Linked DNA regions of Rattus norvegicus: regions 1 and 2 are each linked to region 3. A link is a contact called in public Hi-C data. All regions are on one chromosome and are shown on one strand. The core of a region is the stretch at or near the end of the contact, and the rest is flanking DNA. Distances in the headings are between cores, read along the strand shown. Region 1 has its middle 340 kb from the start of Mpdz. Region 2 has its middle 510 kb from the start of Nfib. Region 3 overlaps LOC100910558 (a long non-coding RNA gene).

Region 1 (3,418 bases), core at 783-3,282, 750 kb before region 3:
AGAGGAGAAGGAGGAAGAAGAGGAGAAGGAGGAGGAGGAGGAGGAGGAGGAAGAGGAGGAGGAAGAGGAGGAAGAGGAGGAGGAGGAAGAGGCCAGAAAGTGAAGCAAACTCAGGGCACTGTTGGCTGGGTGGATTATACCTTGGCATAATGGGAAGTTTGTGGTACATCTCCTTACTGACTACAGTGGGCCTTGTTTTTAGAAGTCAGGTGTTGACAGTGCCTTTGTACATTATGGCCTCCAGTCAGAGCACATGAATATTCAAGTAGGGCCTGAAATCCCCTGCAGCCTCTTCTCACCAGCCTCTCCTGGTATGAGAATGCCAGACAAGTCTGTTTTCTGCTGGCTTTCACCGAGCCCTGGTTGCTTTCATTTGGGGTGGGGGTTTCTCCTGCTTGCTCTTGCTTTGTTTTAACTATAGGTTTTGCTGAGGGTGCTTTATGCCCGGTGCAGATCCAGACAAAGAAAACTTTTATGCAAGTAAACAAAACAGATCACACCGGGCCAGGATTTCTGTGCCGGCCATATTCCTTAGACTATTTCTGAGCAGTTATTTATGGATGTCTGTTTATCCCCTGGAGCCTGACTTCACCTCTTGGTGCAGTGAAACCACTCTGTGTTCAGTGCAATGATCTGCCACCCCAGGGAATGGGTAGATGTCAAATATTTACCCCTGTGGGAATGAACGCAAGTCAGAGATACACGGAGAAAATAGGAGTTCAGTGCAGGGTCCGCCACGGGAACTAGCAGCAATTTTGGGGAAGTAGATTTTAAAGGAAAAAAGCAAAATGAAATAAAGAAATATCACAACTTTAGCTTTCTTTATGGGGCAGGGAGGAGAACCCTCTAAAGTATAAAGTAACTTCAAGCAGAGGAGGATTTTCACCCTCCTGCTTTCTCAGCAACCACACCCACCATTTTCTCACCTGGCTCAGCACCAGGCCCAGAGGGAGACATTTTAAAATTTTTATTCTTTTAATTGGAAACGGATGCTGCACCTTGTCTTTCAAGTCTGCATTGAGAGGGAGTTAGGTAGTGAGGTACTAAAGGGGGGAAGGAAGATGAAGGGACAGTGGGAGAGAAAGGGGGAGAGAGAGGAGAGAGAGGAGAGAGAGAGAGAGAGAGAGAGAGAGAGAGAGAGAGAGAGAGAGAGAGAGAGAGAGAGCGCCAAGTATTAGTTTAGCCCCAATGAAACCTCATAAAACTTTGAAATCAAACTTGGCATTCAACTCTGTAGATAATCACACTGGAAAAATCCAGAAAGTCAAAAGAAAGTTTACTGTCTTCCCCAAGGGTCTTCATTTCAATTTTCGTGCCTCACTGGTCCCTTCCCCTGCCGTTTTCCTTTGGCATTGGACTTACTGTATTATCAGGTACAAAACTACATTTCTACAGGCTCTGTCAAATCATGGCAAGTTGCAAAACGGCTTGTAAAATAATCGTGGACAAGGAAACCGAACAGTCACTAACACCGTAAAGGGACTACACCAAAGGCCAGGCTCGAAATAAAGTCCATGTGACCTATGTAACAGTAGAAGCCTCTCAAATCTGGAAGACAAAGTACAGGCATGTTCCTTCGTTTTTCTTTTCACAGGGCACGGGATTTTACTTTGCTGTAGGCGCACAGAGCGAAGGGGAGTTTGTTGAAGCCATGCTTTCTGATTTGAAACCTGTACACTGTTTAGATAAATGACAAGGCCATCACTGCTTACACATCAGAGTTCAGAGCGACAGTAAATTCCAGTTGAGCCAGGTATCCGTCTGCAAGAACTCCTAACAGCTCACTTGTCCTGGGAAGCGACCCTAGGCTGCCCTGCCTTTGGTGAGGACAGCTTCGCCTTGCGGCTGGGCACACCACATTCAAAAGCAAACATTGGACAGCTTCACCTTCTTCCAGTTTGGCAACGAGAGTAGAATCCACAAAGGAGCATTACTTTAGTTTGTATTTAGAAATGTAAGTCCCGGCAGACTTAAGAGCTGGTGCCTGGGAGGCCCCTGCATTGTGAACCCCTCTGCAGCAGGCCGGCTTACACAAGCAGGCTTTGTTTTAATTAGCACAGGAGTAGCCCTCCCTCCTCCTGCAGGGCTTCCAGTTTACAATTGTCTGGGAACTCCCTCAGCTGAAAATGGTTACTAAGAAAATTTCCACAGAAATCCAACCCAAAGGGCCAGGCCAATGCTGGGCTTTTAAAAGAACTTTTCCAAATTGAGTCTTGAAGCAAAGTTGTTAGCAGGAGTGGAATGCTTGCTGGAATGGATGTCCACTCCAGGGAGAGCCCCAAGGTTAACTAGGTGGTTTGCTTCAAAACAGTAGTCAGTTCTCCCTTCGTTTTGCCCCCCAACCCACCCCCCAAAAAGGTAGAAAACAGCACGACTTCCTTTAAATGTGTTATGGATCTGGTGTAAAGTGACAAAAGCCAGGAGGATTTAAAATAAAAGGTGACTCCAAGCTAGTTTTCAAGAGTGCGTTGAATCTGAGTGCAGAAGGTGCCAGCAGCAGCTCTCCATGCTGCCCTCCCCTAACCTCCGGCATTAGAGAGCTTTGGGACCATTGGTGCCTTGAAGTAGTGGAGATGCCCGAGTTGTATTCAAAGAGAAAATCAGTCAAGGTGGGCAAGCGGAGCTTTGGAGGCAGTCACAGCTCCTGGAGTAGGCCTTCACAGCTTTGCTCAAGAAAGTCATGTGGTTCCTAGCAGACATATTACCACCTGATTTGCTGTCATTTCTCTGGTTTTCATTTGTCACTTTTTATTTTCCGCACGAGTATTTTCAAACCGAAACTTGCAAGATGTGCACAATGAAAACTTCATCAAATGTGTACATATTTTATAACTCAATTTTGAATTTGTGTTTTGAGATGTATGTGTCATAAACATATTTATGTGATATAAAGTACAATTCATTTGTTCACTTGGAAAGCTAGCACACTTTTTAAAGTAATTAAAATATAGTTTCATTTCTTTATTAGGTTTTTTTTTTTTTTTGGATTTGATTTCTTACTGCTCTGTTTTAAGAATTTGCAGCTCAAACTGAACTATTAAGTGTTCTGATCTTTAGGTAAAACCAAATACAAATACTTGAGTATTCTCATTTAATTTCCATGGCGTCTAAGGAAAATAGGTGCATTTCTTACCAAAATTTTGAATAAACCATCCCACTTCTGCCAGTGAATAGTAAGTTGGTGCTGGGAACCACATTTGATCAAAAGTGAAATCTGCAGTTTCCCAGAGCCAGATTACAGATGCATGAGAGGCAAGTTGCTCCACTATAACCCAATGAAAAATAAAATAAAATAAAAACCACAGGTCCATGATGATCCCTCTGGGTTTTTCAGAGACAGAAAGCTCACAAGTTGCACTTATGTCTGCTCTCACACAAAGAAGAGACGAACACCAGCAGCAATTCTTTGATTAGGTAG
Region 2 (3,450 bases), core at 428-2,927, 540 kb before region 3:
CCTGATATAGAAGTACAAAGAAGTCACTGTCCAAATGTTGTATTGCATTTGCCCCTATTTTGGAGGGAGACAACCCGTGTGGAGATGAAACAATGTGCTTGCCTCCTGGGTTTTCCTTCCCCAGAGGTGATCGCCTCAGAAATAAGGACCATCCCCAAGGGGTTTCTATTCCTCTCCCTCCATACCCGTTTTCCCCAGTGTCACCATATATGTGTATATGCATCCAAAAATGTATTCCAATGTTTCATGTATTTTAAAATATATATATAAGTGGTAGCATATTGTACTTATCCTTTTGCAATCTGCCTTTTTCACTCAACATTTTGTTTTTGAGAATTATCCATGTTGATGCAGAGAGAATGTTAAACATGATTTCAGAAAGTGAAAACACCCTAGCTTGCTGAAGAAATCTTAGAAAGTTCACACAGAACTCATTGTATTATGGAGATGTACACATGGCATGAGATACACACCCACGGGCTCTTGGTGTCTTTACCTCAGCACTACAGTTCGCTGTGAGGCTATTTAACCACTGTCACACTCCTCTCATCATGTCCTGTCTTGACACTTTGATGGCACCTAGTCTAGTAGAGCTGCTCTCAGGCCAAGGTTCAACAAGCAACCATTCTGCCCTCAGCCCCTGCTCCTGAGAGGTAGACCCTATGTACCATCTGCTGTCATCAATGTCATTATTAGTCATCATCTCCAACAAGTCAGCAGTTTGCTAGAAGCAGAAAGGACCCCAGCAGCCATTTGTGTCCCTCTGAAGAGACCAGCATTTGTTTGTTTCATATGCTTCACAATTTGCATGAATATTTTTCTTAGTTTCCATATGCAGTTGCTGTCATTCCACCCTGTACCTCGCAAAAATAACACTATTTTGCAGGAGCAAGTTCCAAAACGAAGTAACACCGCATTGAGGGGTCCGCATTGTACAGCCCTCTGATGGATTTTTGAATGGACCTTTCTTTCTCTTCTTTCATATATAGAATGCAGGTTTTCCCAAAGTATGTGCTTTGCACCTTTCCCTCTCATCCCTCAGACAGTGGTCCCTCACTGTATGTTGGGCATATGTCCCTCACTGTATGATGGGCCACATCACCATTACCCTTTGGAAATAGGCAATATTCCAAGTAAGAAGTTTCCTATCACCTAACCCACCAGGCATCACATCTTACTTAGCTACACACTGTACTGTACAGTGATGATTGTTTCCCCTCACGATCACATGGTTAAATAGTAGGCACTATATGCTGCCACCTGTAGGCATCAAGAGAAACCACTGTAGCACGAAGGGTCATGGAAAGACATAAAAAGTCCAAATTCACAGTATGGTTTCTATCGAGTACAATGTTACTTCTGTACTAACATAAAGTTACTATAGTCACAAATTGAAGCACTTCAATGAAGAGCCAGATGTATCTGATCTCGTCTTTATCTCTGCTGTACAATCATAGTTGAAACAGGTGCTCAAGTCGGTGAGACTGGAAGCGGCAACAAGCATCTCCCAACTGCGTGTATCAGAAGAAAAAGTGAGTCTCAGTTCTTCTGTCTCTGCTAGCAGACTGAACACAGCAGAGCACATTCAAGAGGTGCATTCTGTTAGAGAAAGGTGAGCAAGGGAAGGGATGATGCAAATGTGGCCCAGCATGACCTTATCCTTTGTAACACAATCTCCTCTTGTGAAAGAGGTATATTAGACAGGTTGGCAAACAGAAATTTTGCAAGCTAGTCAACCTCTGTCCGGTGTTACTAAAAGAGTTCTTCTGAAAATAGAAGATTTCAATTTTCTGAAGACCTTGGTCATTCATTCTATATATTTATTTCTTAGTAGAGTACATATTTTTCAGAATTCATATACACAGAATATTGTTATATTTATTCTTTTATTACACATGGGTATTTCTACTTATTAAACAATAAGGTTTATAAGATGTTTGCTGTGTGCAAAGGTCTGCCAAAGGAGGCTTGGTTTATCTTAGAGATTGAACATTGGGAAAGTGGATCTTGAATTGTCTACATACAAATCTCTCATAGAAATTACAAGCTTAACATTTACTGTGCTATTTTGGTGAATTCACATCTTAGAGCCTTCAGTTTCATAGAATTAAAATGACAATAGCCACGCTAAACTTAGATGACCTAATGTAGAAAAACAAAAATATTGCTCCAAGATTATCAAGATTTTTCTCTCAATCCAAAACTATCTTACTCGTTGCTTTGAAGGAGAGTAGAGAGGTATCCAATGTGTTTTGTACAAGACAAATATTTGGGGAAACAGACAAAGCCTAGGAAGTGTTTATTAAAGCTTTATGCCATTTCCCAGTTAACTTCCTCATTACTGCAGCTATACTTCATTATTTCTGAAAGACAGAGGATGGAACGAGACCCTCGACCCTTGTACAAGTTAATTTGTACATGGTATGTCTTTAGCCGAGAGCAGACTCAGTGTCTGCATCAGGGCAGAACAAGCCAGCATGGGGCTAAGGCTAACTTTAATTTGGAATCCTAAGTGAGTTCCCTCAGCAGGATTCTGAGCTCATATCACCTGCCCTTGTCAATCATGTTGTCTTTTCCCCCAATTCTATTTCAGATGAGACTCCCAAAGAACCATGGGAATTATGCCATCCTCAGAGGTGGGGGAAGTTCAATCTAATCTGAAAGCCAAATTGAACTAGGAGCTTCCCGTTTTGAAAGTGCTTCTGTCGATAACAGTCGTTTTCCACTAGGATGTCCGTATTTTCAATTAGGTCAACATCCCACAGTCCTTACCTTTAACACAGTAGGTTTATTGTGTCCTACAATCCAGGAAATCGCAGCAAAGGAAGAAACTCAAAGTACCAGAGACAATCATAGCTTTCAACAATGTGGTATCATATTTCTTTACTCAGCAGAGGCTAACAATAGGTTACTGCACCTATTTTCTGGTACCATTTTAATTTCCTTCTAAGTCTCATGGTATATCACAACACATCTATCAATAACTATCACAGTTATGAATGTATAAGGGAACAGAGCCAGAAAAAGCAAGTGAAAACAGGTACAGAGTTGCCCATTTTATTACTCTCAATACCACAGTTTTCTTAAAATCATATAGTTATTAAGTGGATTGAGAAATCTTTTCCTGTATGAAGTTTCCTGACATTGTGTTATCATCTAATTTTTCATTACCCATGTATATATGGGATACATTCTATAACCATCACTGTGTTGTCTTAATCTATAACATGCAATAAGACACACTGAGTACAGGAGAGCTCTTTAATCCCACCTCACCGTGATGATTGGTAAACTATAAATAGATCTTTGAAGTACTTCTAAAAATTCAGTCACCAGAAACACAAGATAATTTCCTGATACATGATCTTAAGTCTGAATGGATCCAACTCACTGAACATTTCAACAGCGCTGGGTCTCTGTAGAAATATTGCTCCAAACTTTATTGGACCT
Region 3 (3,353 bases), core at 567-3,066:
TGGTGGTGGTGGTGGTGTGTGTGTGTGTGTGTGTGTGTGTGTGTGAGAGAGAGAGAGAGAGAGAGAGAGAGAGAGAGAGAGAGAGAGAGAGAGAGAGAATGGGGTACCCCAGGAAGACAGAGTGATGCCAGGGAACAGGGAGTCAGGGATTCCCCAGGCCTCCATGGAGGGACAACCTGCCCTGCTCAAAGGATCCATCTTCCTAATTCCTGACTGATAAACTGGAAAACTGTGCTCCAGACTCAGGCAGGGTGGAGCCTTAAACAAATTAAAGCAAGACAAAATCAATTTGAAACCCAAACTACAAGTCCAGGGGTCCCACTGTAAGTGAGACAGAGGTGGAGAGGGCAGAACGGCAGAGGGTGGAGGGTGGGGTAGAGGTCTCACAGAGGAGCTTGAGAAGAAAAGAACTTCATGGACAGAAAAGAACTTCTTGGACAGCCAGGGCCAGTGAGTCTATGCCTTTGGGGACCCCTGCTCTTCCACCGCCTGCAAGGTTTGCACTGGGGAAAGGTGAAGATGGCTGGTGGGTGAGAAGAGAATAGGTGTGTGTGTGGTGGGGGAGAAAGGGTGGCTACTTTTCTCTCCCTGCCAGAGCTAGCTGAGGCAAGCTTTAAGGGGTCAACGCACCAGAAAACAGCAAGTTTAGGTAACTTGACCAGTGACAGAGGCTTTAAATTAGCCATAGTCGAGGGAGAGATTTTTTTGAACACTGGAAACAGGGCCAGATCTTGATACCCTTAAAAATCAGAGTCCGAGGTCACATCTGCCCGTAGCTTCTGAAGTGGGGGCTGGTGACAGCAGGGAGCCTGCATTGGTTCCTAAAGAGAGACATGGGTGGGGCAAGACCTGGATTCCTGGCTTAGATGGCAATAGGCACAACTAAGCAAAAGCTTAGAAGGAGCTGGGAAAGTCCTTCTCCCAAGGCAGTCTTAGATTGTCCCTTCTGAGGGGTCCAGTCCCGATCTCCCCCACCCCACGAGGGAGGCATGCCACTCGAGAATCTTTGAGCCACTGTTAGTGATTTTCTGACTCTGCTTTGGGTCATTGCGGGCACCACACGCACCGTGGCCCCAGGGGAAGGATTCCGGCTAGCACTCCCTTGTGGGAAGAGGGTTATGCTGGCCCCAGATTGTGCAAGCCGGCCACCAACTTCTCCCTGAGCTTCCGGAAGGAATTGTGAACCACGCGGGTTCCATGATCTCCCTGGCACATCGCTTTGCTTTCCCTCGCTGCTCAGCGCACCACCAGAACGCAGAATGCAATTACGTTCCAAGCGAGCGCAGGGCACCCTCCTTGCCCAGGGCTAGGGCGTTTTGAGGAAGGATCTTTCCAAAGGAACCCATCTTTCTAAAGCCAGTAGGGTTCTTTAGTAATTTTCTCGGGGGTGGGAGATAAATCAAATCGCCTGTGGGCTTGCAGCTGGAAGCCAGTTATTGAGGCTCCCTGAGCCTCGTTCCTAACGGATTAGCTCTCTCGTTGTTTGGGGATAACGTGAAAAGTAAAGAGAAAACATTATCTTAAGTGACTCGCACATCGCTTTTTTAGTTCCACGAATAAACGTCTATGTCTTGGGCCAATTTCACGACTGCCCACGCAAGGCCCAGACTTTGATATTTAAACCAGGCCAGGTGAAACTACCTGTTGGGGCACACTGCAGCCTATAAGTCTGACCCTACTTTCCTTATGCAGTTTGTGGGAGAGGTGGAACTGTTCAGGGGGTGTTCAGAGAAGGGACACCGGCCGAAGGGGAACTGCACCAGCTCCACGGCCCCGGTCTGCAGAAACTAAAGACAGTCCCATGCAGCCGAATCTCGGCACGATTCTCTGTGATTCACTACGAAGCAATGTAGTGGATTCTTGACACTAGAGCACGTCCTTGGACTCTCAGAAACAAAGAGCCGGGGGCAGCTTGCTGTGCTCCCGCCCCCCACGGTACGCTCCAACTCCTGTTTCTCCCTACGTGCAGAAATTCACTCAACTTCTCCAAGGAGCGGGCAACGGATGCTTTCCTGCCGCAGCCTGGCCACTTTGCTGGAAGAAAGTCTCTGCCCCAAGGAGCAGACACAGTCATCATACAGCCTCCGCAGAAGAGCGGCCAGCTTACCGGGACCTGCTGAGCCTGTGACGAGGATTTTTAGAAGCTGGGGACTGGAAGGCTTATGTGTCCCAGAACCTGTGGGAAAGACCATTGGGAAGTTTCATTTGGAAAGTGCTGGGCGCAGCCCGGCTCTGGCGCACAATTTCCAGGCTTCCAGGCAGCCAAACTGCAGCGAAGCTGCGGGAGGCATGGGGGCTCCGGCTTTTCCATCGAGAGTTTCTCATGCGGGTTCCTGGGGGTTTTTGTTTTTTGATTTTTGTTTTTTGTTTTTGCTTTGTTTGTTTGTTTATTGGCAGCAAACCCCACTGGGTTTGGGGAGCACCAATATTTGGAAGAGCCCTACCACGGGTCTCATCAGAGGATCAGAGATGAAGCAACTTGAGGAACGCACCCGTTTAGTTTTCTAAGGCCATGCATCTTTTTTTAATCCCTCACGGTCACCGTCACGATTTATTTGGCTGCAAACGAAATGGGAATAGATTTTAGGAAACTGGGGGGGAAGAAAGTGGATAAGCCTTAAATTGTTGAGAGCTTTCCTTTTTACAGTGAAGACCACAGGGCTACGTGGAACGGAGAGAAATTATTAGTGAGACTTCTCTGCTCAGGAAGGTGGAGGAGATTGAGCCGGGGAACTAAAAAATGTCTCCGATCTCCGTGCGCGCTGCAGGTTCCCACCCGCAGTTAATCAACCTGGCAATATTCTCTTGATCTGCCCGCACGTAGCTGTCTCCAGTCCTTCATGACACTTTCCTTCTCTGTTTACATCTTTTCTATGCGGGGGTCATCAGAGTTTGGGGCTGCCCCAACCTCTCTGGTGCCTGCATTTGCAAAAACTCTTTACAAACTTTCCCATCCATCGCACACTTGCGGGTGGGCTCTCTCCAAGCGGGTCTCTGGACTGCCGGGAGACCCTCTTCAGCCGAGAAGCCTGGAATAATTTTCAGCGCCGCGCTCCGAAGCCCCTCCTTTATTTTAGTTCAATGGGGGGCGGGAGGGGGCTCACAGAATCAAGGATAATAAACAATGCTGCTTACTAAAGATACAAAGTGGGTGCAGAAGCACGGAGATGGTTTAACAAGTGGTCAGACTTTCAGGGACGCCTTTGAAAGAGACTTGTAAAGTAAAACCATTGGCGGCTCTCTCTCTTTTTTTTTTTTAAGTACAGAAATACATGGAACACGCGTTGTCAGAATGTGCTGTTTGGAGCGGTGTTTATTTATTGTCCTTTGCCTCTGGAGATCAGCAGGCGCAG

The links. A called contact is a pair of places that touch in the nucleus more often than the background predicts.
Region 1: a Hi-C map of frontal cortex shows a contact between it and region 3, with 1.7 times the contacts expected there. The contact joins two enhancer-like sites. A contact is called at or near these places in 1 of 12 Hi-C or Micro-C datasets (frontal cortex) and 1 of 1 datasets of contacts at active chromatin or transcription factors (oligodendrocytes).
Region 2: a contact with region 3 is called in a Hi-C map of psoas muscle, with 3 times the contacts expected there. The contact joins two enhancer-like sites.

What each region holds. Positions count from the first base shown.
Region 1 is chr5:101,302,314-101,305,731 of GRCr8, forward strand. No RefSeq gene overlaps it. Among named protein-coding and RNA genes, the nearest start is that of Mpdz, 340 kb to the left of the region's middle. Within about 2 kb of position 2,033, at least 17 of the 93 cell types and tissues checked have an H3K27ac peak or open chromatin away from gene starts, as enhancers often do.
Region 2 is chr5:101,503,839-101,507,288 of GRCr8, forward strand. No RefSeq gene overlaps it. Among named protein-coding and RNA genes, the nearest start is that of Nfib, 510 kb to the right of the region's middle. Within about 2 kb of position 1,678, at least 3 of the 93 cell types and tissues checked have an H3K27ac peak or open chromatin away from gene starts, as enhancers often do.
Region 3 is chr5:102,048,570-102,051,922 of GRCr8, forward strand. The region is part of intron 1 of LOC100910558 (a long non-coding RNA gene); the gene reads left to right. Among named protein-coding and RNA genes, the nearest start is that of Nfib, 30 kb to the left of the region's middle. Within about 2 kb of position 1,817, at least 29 of the 93 cell types and tissues checked have an H3K27ac peak or open chromatin away from gene starts, as enhancers often do.